Linked DNA regions of Mus musculus: region 2 is linked to region 1. A link is a contact called in public HiChIP or PLAC-seq data. All regions are on one chromosome and are shown on one strand. The core of a region is the stretch at or near the end of the contact, and the rest is flanking DNA. Distances in the headings are between cores, read along the strand shown. Region 1 holds the start of Vdac1 (voltage-dependent anion channel 1). Region 2 holds the start of Irf1 (interferon regulatory factor 1).

Evidence for each region. HiChIP or PLAC-seq counts read pairs in DNA pulled down with a chosen protein or histone mark.
Region 2: a contact with region 1 is called in an H3K4me3 HiChIP or PLAC-seq map of embryonic stem cells, with 4 times the contacts expected there. The contact joins the promoter of Irf1 here to the promoter of Vdac1 in region 1. A contact is called at or near these places in 2 of 115 datasets of contacts at active chromatin or transcription factors (embryonic stem cells and pancreatic cancer cells) and 1 of 9 other capture datasets (embryonic stem cells).

Annotation. Positions count from the first base shown.
Region 1 is chr11:52,358,866-52,362,446 of GRCm38.p6, forward strand. It overlaps Vdac1 (voltage-dependent anion channel 1), which reads left to right and starts at 1,986. Exons shown (of 9, transcript NM_011694.6): 1 at 1,986-2,287.
Region 2 is chr11:53,767,948-53,771,488 of GRCm38.p6, forward strand. Irf1 (interferon regulatory factor 1) reads left to right here and starts at 2,067. Exons shown (of 10, transcript NM_008390.2): 1 at 2,067-2,331; 2 at 3,337-3,428. The coding sequence starts at 3,342.

The DNA.
Region 1 (3,581 bases), core at 736-3,235:
TTTCTGGTGCACTTGGATTTCAATCCCAGGGGCTCCCAGGTCTCCTCCCTATTCTGGCTGATTTTCTTTGCCTTTCTTGTGTGGCTAATTCTTTGGATTTAAAACCTTCCCTTCTGGAAGGAAAGAGATTCATAAAAGTCAGGTTCAGTCCTCAGCACTAGAAAGTTAAAAACAAACAAACAAACAAACAAACAAAACCCAAAACATACATGGCTTGGGAAGTCCAGCTATCGGACTCACGAGGTCCCTCTAGTCAACAGTTGCTGGAGAGGGAACTCTTGAGCTGCTGATAAGTCATGCATTGGTCCAGGGATGCATGCAGGTTTGTTAGTTGGGGGCCTTTGGGGTGATCTTTTTAGTTACCTTGAGTTACCTTGTAAATAAATTAAACACTTTCCCTGGTTTGCCGACGTAGACTTTGGGTGGAATTCTTTAATCTGTCATCTGTGCCTTCTCTACCGCAAATAGCTGTCTGTCTCCCCAGCAAAAGTGACACAAGCCACTCGCTGAGTTTTAGGTAAGTGCCTTACCAGTCCTCTGCATCTCCATTCATTTTAAATTAAAACCAAGACTCCCAGGGCGCTGAACGGAGGTGGCGCACACCGCCTTTAATCCCAGCACTTGGGAGGCAGAGGCAGGCGGATTTCTGAGTTCGAGGCCGGCCTGGTCTACAGTGTTAGTTCCAGGACAGCCAAGGCTATACAGAGAAACCCTGTCTCGGGAAAAAACAAACAAACAAACAAACAAAAAACAAAAACAAAAAAAAAACCCAAAAAATAAAACAAAACAAAAAAAAAAACCAAGAAAGACTCTCAGGGCGAAGTTCCGAGAAGCCAGACTTTCTGCCCACCCACGACACACAGCCCTGGGCATCAGGGCTCTGGGTCAAGTGTTAAGATTCTTGGAGACAAATCTTGTGTCCCCAGGTCTTGTCCTTCCGACTCTGCCTCCCTGTACGCCCCTGTGACTCAGCAGCTTTCCCTGCCTGGCTTTAACTCCGGGAATGGGCTGGGTGTTTGTTGCCGGGTAGATAGAGCTGCAGACTTGGGAACAGGTTCTTTCTAATGCAAAGCAAGCCCTGTACCACGGAGCTATCTGTTTGCCCACATTCTATTTCGAAGGGCTTTCCCTCATAGTCTTAACTAGATATGGGCTTAGGCCCCCTTACATTCCCTCTCCTCGGCCTCTCTCTCTCTTGGTTCCCTTCCTTTAGCCCACGGAACAGCATTTTCAATCTAGAGTGGCTGCGGATGCCCAGCTGTCTTGTTCAGCTACAGCAGGTTGTGAGCAACCACCTGGCGTCTCCTCTACTGGACCCCAAATGCCTGAATTCTCCTCGGACGTCTGTTAGTAGAAGGCAAAGGGTGTGAAGTCTTCACTCACATGTGATTTCACAAACTCTCCAAACCTGATTTGGTTAGTCTTGGTGTGGCACGCTCAACAGGGCAGGAGGCCACGTGCTGAGACCAGGCTGGGAAAAAGTGTCCGCCCTCTCTACACTGCAGGAAAGCAGACATCCAGAACCCGCGTGACCTCACGTAGCGAGACTCCGCAGTCTCACAAACCCACTTTGTCTTTTTTAATTTCTTAAATGCTTGGGAAATGGCGGAAAGAGGCTTTGACACTAGGGAAGATTGCACGCAACTTTACAGTGCGGAGCCGGCTCTCGGGAGAGTTTAATTTGCAACTGACTCGCTGACGCACGCGGGCGTGTCGCAGGCTCCGGAAATCAAGGTTGGAGCAGAGGGGACAGTAGCCGCTCTGACCTATACAGCGCCACTTCCAGAGCCCAGTGTCCCCACTGGGCCTCCGAGTGACTTGCAGCCTCGGCGACTCCGGCGACACTATCCGCTGAGGTCCCTAGGCCACCGCTCTGTGTGCCGGAAGCTCCCCTCCCCCTCTTCCCAAATGCTTCCAGCAGCCTGGAGGCTGCAACAGTGACCCGCGTGTCCCCGCGCACGCACACACCTCACGCACGTCAGACCCACGCCTCCCTATCGCCCCGTGCCAGAGTGCACGCAGGCCTTTACGCGCGGCCACACATGATCACAGAGCCGCAGAGGGCGAGAGCGCGGCTCGCGAGTGGGAAGAAGACCCCGAGACTGGTCTGGGCGCTGTCCGGGGTGGAGCCGAGGGCGGAGCTTCGGGGTCCGGCGCGCAGAGCTGGGGCGTGTCCGCGCCGCCGCGATCTGCGCCGCTCCGCCCTCGGCCCGTTCGCTGCGCTCCCAGCCTCCTCGCCGCAACCCCCGCCGTAGCTGCCGCTGCTCCCGCCGTCACCGCCTCCGAGGTAGGCGCAGCGGAGAGGGCCTGGGCTATGCCTGAGTCCCCAGGGCCTCGGGTCGCGCTCCTGGGAAGTCTCCAGGGAGGCGATCGAGGGAGGTTCGGGCGAGGGCGCTGGGCCTAAGCGCTTGGCCCCGGGAAGGGTGAACCAGGGACGATCATTGCGGGCCTGGAGGGGCAGCGGGCTTGTAGAGGAGGCCTGGAGGGCGGGCGCAGAGCGGATCTCCCAGATTCTAGCTCGAGCGTTCAGAGCACCTGCATTTGGAAGCCAGGGGCGGTTCGAACATGCGAGGAGCGGAAGGGCAAGGGCGGCCGCGTGGAGGCCCGGCGGGCCGCGGGTCTAGGTGACCTTCCCGGCGGCGCCCTCTGGCTCTAGATCCCGTCGGTGTGGATCTGGTAGAGACCCTCCCACGGCCCAAGCCCTTCCCCACCAGCTCCAAGGGCCTGTGCAGACCCAGCTTCCTCCGCCGAGAGGACGAACTCCAGGCACGGCCATGCCCTGGATCCCCCAGCCCCTACACGCCCTAGCCGGCCCACGCCCGGAGTAGGTGGCGCCGGGTCCCTCCCGCGCATGCCAGTGTCTTCCCGGGCGGAACGGGCTGCCCTGAGTGGACTTAGGCCGCAGGAACAGGGACCTGGGCCTGGACTGAGAGCGAGACCCCATAGGGAGCCATACGCTTGGCCTCCTTGGCCTCGGGGACGGAGTCCGTGTTCTGTGTCGCCAAATGCAACTGTGCATTCTGGAAACTGTTTTCAGGGCCTGACATCAGATTGGAGGCCCGCAACTCTACACGGTTTGTCCAAGGTCACACTGGTAGGAAGATTTAAAACTTCAATCTTCTCATCTGCGAAATAGGAGCAATTATATACACTTCACTGAGTTTGGGGGAAAGAATAAAATGATCCGATTAACACGAAGCCTTGGGGCATGCACAAGGACACCTTAGAAACCTTGACATTTGCCTAGGAGACCTAGGAGCTTTTGGGGAGGGTTGAACTCATCCTCCACAGACTTTTATTTTATTTTATTTTTTATTCCACATGGTGTACAGGAAGGGACTCCATGAATATACAGGCGTATTATTTTAATGCCATTATTACTAATGTCAGAAGCAAGCATTTGTGCAGCACCAGGTATTGAGTCATTGGAGAATAATTCACGAGACACTGTCAGTTTGCAGATTGACAGCTGTCAGGCTGGAGCACTAAATCTGACTGCAGACCCAGAATGCAGGAAGAGTGTGGGCTTAGCTCAGGTGTGTGCTGTCCAAAACTTCTCTTTCCTTGACCAGAGATATGGG
Region 2 (3,541 bases), core at 817-3,316, 1.4 Mb after region 1:
ATCATAGGCATATTATTTATAATTTTAAATCAAGTACCAGGCAAGATGGTGGTACCGACTTGTAATCCCAGCATTAGGAAATAGAAGCAGGAAGATGAGTTGTTTAAGGCTAACCCAGGCTACAGAAGACCCTCTTCCAAAAATAAATAAATAAATAAAAATAAATAAATAAATAAATAAATTTTAAAAAAGGAGAACCCCTAAAGTCAAAGTGGGAAAAACCTCGCATAGAACATTTAAAAGATGAAAATGGTCAGTTTCACTGTTAAATCGTAGCAGTGAGGGTGGGACAGGGACATCTCCTAAGCAGAAGACTGTTAGTGTGTGTGTAGAGACTTTGCTCACAGTGTTGTCTCTATTGGGAAAAGGTGGAAATAACCTAAATGTCCTACAACAGGGTATTTATCTATCGGGTAAATTTTTATTTATCCTTATGACAGAAAACAGGTACCCATCACTAACAAGGCTGCATATGGACATTCCAGGACACAGGCTGACTTTCATTATGTATACCCACACAGTTATTTTGATGTAATTTGTAGTCTCTGGTTGCTTTCAGTAGGGTCTCTGTGGGCTTCAAGAGTTACAAAGTTTCTCTCCCTAATCTCATTTTGAATTTTCCATTGGCTGGTCAGAGTGTCTCCACAGAGCAAGTATACATCTGTTGCACAGAGAGCAGGTGTCAGATTCAGAGTCATGTGATCAGAAGGCCCTGGTCTCTAGTGATTCTCTTAATTTGCGACTTCAAATACCTCCGTATTTATTCTAGAGTCTCAATTCCTCCTTCCAAATCCTCCTGCCACCTTGAATCTCCTAGCTCGTCTATGAGGCAGTGACGTTACAGGTACAATCGTCCATTGATGTGTGTATTACAGCTTGCAACATTCAAACTGGGTGCTGTCCTAGACGGACAGCTAGGGTGAGGAAGGTGACACAAGAGAATGACACGGTAGAGGACTGATGTACTTGTGAGTCAGAAGCTGCGAGGAAGCGAATGAAGAAGCCTGAGGGGCCAGAGTTCGGAGATGGAACATGTATACACTAGCCCAGCCGCTAAGAGAAAGAACAAACTGGCAAGGTTTACTCGTGAACACCAGTTAACCCGCTGCCCTTGCCATCCCCTTGGGACCTGGGTCCCCCCTTAGCCACAATTTCCCTATGCTGCCCAGAACTTCTCCAGAGCCAGGCTTTGGGGACTCAGAAATGACTTCAAGACTATCAGAGAGGAACTCTCTCCCTAGGGCTACGTCGAGGATGGAGAGCTGAAGTAGGTGTCATAGAAGGAACCACGGCCACTTCGGAATTTTATCCACTTCTTTGGTGTTAGGTAGTCCCAAGGAATAAGGGTCGCCTTGGTCACCGCTAGCTAGAACCTCGTGTGGCACAGGAAAGCACACCCGCATCTTGTGCCCATGTAAGCAAACACATCATCTCTCCCCATAAGGACAAGGTGTTCCCCCATCACTTCAGACTAGCAAGTGAGCTATTGACATTTTATGGTTACGGAGTCCTTGAGTCCTTCAACGGCTGGCCCTGCAGAGTCCAGGCTGGGAGTTCCTACTGCCCCGTATTTCCAAGTTAGGCCTTCTGCCTCAATTTCCCAGAGCAGCCAAGTGGCAAGTAAGGCGGTACAGGGACATAATCTCTCCCTTCTTGACACTTCATTACCAGACTGATTTTGAGGGTGATTTAGTCCCGGGGACCCTTCTGGAGAGGGAATCAGGTGTTCTAGAGACATAGGGAGTTAGGTGTCTCCCGTGGAGAAGGGGAAGACCATCATAGGAGCCAGCAGGCTGGGAGTCTGCAGAAAGAGGGGGACGGTCTCGGCTTTCCAAGACAGGCAAGGGGGCAGGGGAGTGGAGTGGAGCAAGGGGCGGGCCCGCGGTAGCCCCGGGGCGGTGGCGCGGGCCCGAGGGGGTGGGGAGCACAGCTGCCTTGTACTTCCCCTTCGCCGCTTAGCTCTACAACAGCCTGATTTCCCCGAAATGATGAGGCCGAGTGGGCCAATGGGCGCGCAGGAGCGGCGCGGCGGGGGCGTGGCCGAGTCCGGGCCGGGGAATCCCGCTAAGTGTTTAGATTTCTTCGCGGCGCCGCGGACTCGCCAGTGCGCACCACTCCTTCGTCGAGGTAGGACGTGCTTTCACAGTCTAAGCCGAACCGAACCGAACCGAACCGAACCGAACCGGGCCGAGTTGCGCCGAGGTCAGCCGAGGTGGCCAGAGGGACCCCAGCATCTCGGGCATCTTTCGCTTCGTGCGCGCATCGCGTACCTACACCGCAACTCCGTGCCTCGCTCTCCGGCACCCTCTGCGAATCGCTCCTGCAGCAAAGGTGAGCTCGCCGGAGCTGCGCGGGCACCGACGGGTGCCGTGGAACAAAAGGCGCACGGGACACCAGGAAGTGGGGGCCAGAGACACCCTGGGTCGCGGTGGCGCGCTGGCTCGGGAGGGCGCTGCAAGCGGGCGGGAGGCGGGCCGCGGCGTGCACCGCCCTCTGGCCGCGCTCGGCGGTCTGCGTGCGCGGAGCCGCTGCGGGGCCTCTTGGTAGCCCAGAGTGGCCGTCGCGCGCACCCGCGAGCAGCGCCGGGGGACTCGGATGTCCGCCTGCGCGCACTTTTGGCGGTCGCAGCTTGGCTCCCAGCTCTTGCTTTCGGACGCGCAGTGTTCGGTGCAGAGGTTGGCTCGCTGCCTTGACTGGCTGGACCGGGTCGTGAACTACTGGGCTTTCGGGAGGAGGTGCCACAGGTGTTGCTTGCGCCACTTCTCTTAACAGCAGGGGAAACCAGGCCGGAAGGGGTTGCGCCCCAGCCTGTATGTTGTGGGCACTGGCTGTCAAGAGGGGACATAGACTGGATTGGAGTGGGTGGGTAGAAGTGCCCGAGATGGAGGTTGACTTGCTTGCTTGCACAGCCTGGAAGGTGCAGGGCTGGGGGTGACAAGCAAAAGTAGTCCCTTCCTTCTTCCAAAGATTGAATTTTGAGAGAAAAGTTCTGTCATTGAGATGTCTGTCTTTTGGCTTTTTTTTTTTTTTTGCACATATATCCTGCAACCATCCATCCATCCAGACTTGCTTGGTTGTTTATTCCTGAGACTGACTGGGAGAGACTGAAAAGAATGGGCAGGTGGCTTTGCCCATGATGCTGGAGAGTTTCATTCTACTTCAGGGTCCCTAATCTATGACCTGGGTACCTGGCTGATGGCAGGAGAGTGGGGGAGGGTAATGACCTGGGTGTGAGGACAGGAGAAGGTAATTGAGCGAGCGGCCTTGGGTGGAGCAGGGCAGTGCCCAGGGTTGTTTAACAGACTCCAAACACAGGCCTCTGTCTTTTCCCTCCAGCCACCATGCCAATCACTCGAATGCGGATGAGACCCTGGCTAGAGATGCAGATTAATTCCAACCAAATCCCAGGGCTGATCTGGATCAATAAAGTGAGTGTTATCCTGCGTATTCCTGCCACTGTTTAATGCATGTTCTCTTGGGGCGCCAAATTTCATGAGTGAACGTTAAGAGAGCAGGAAAATGTATTTCCCAGTGGGTGCTG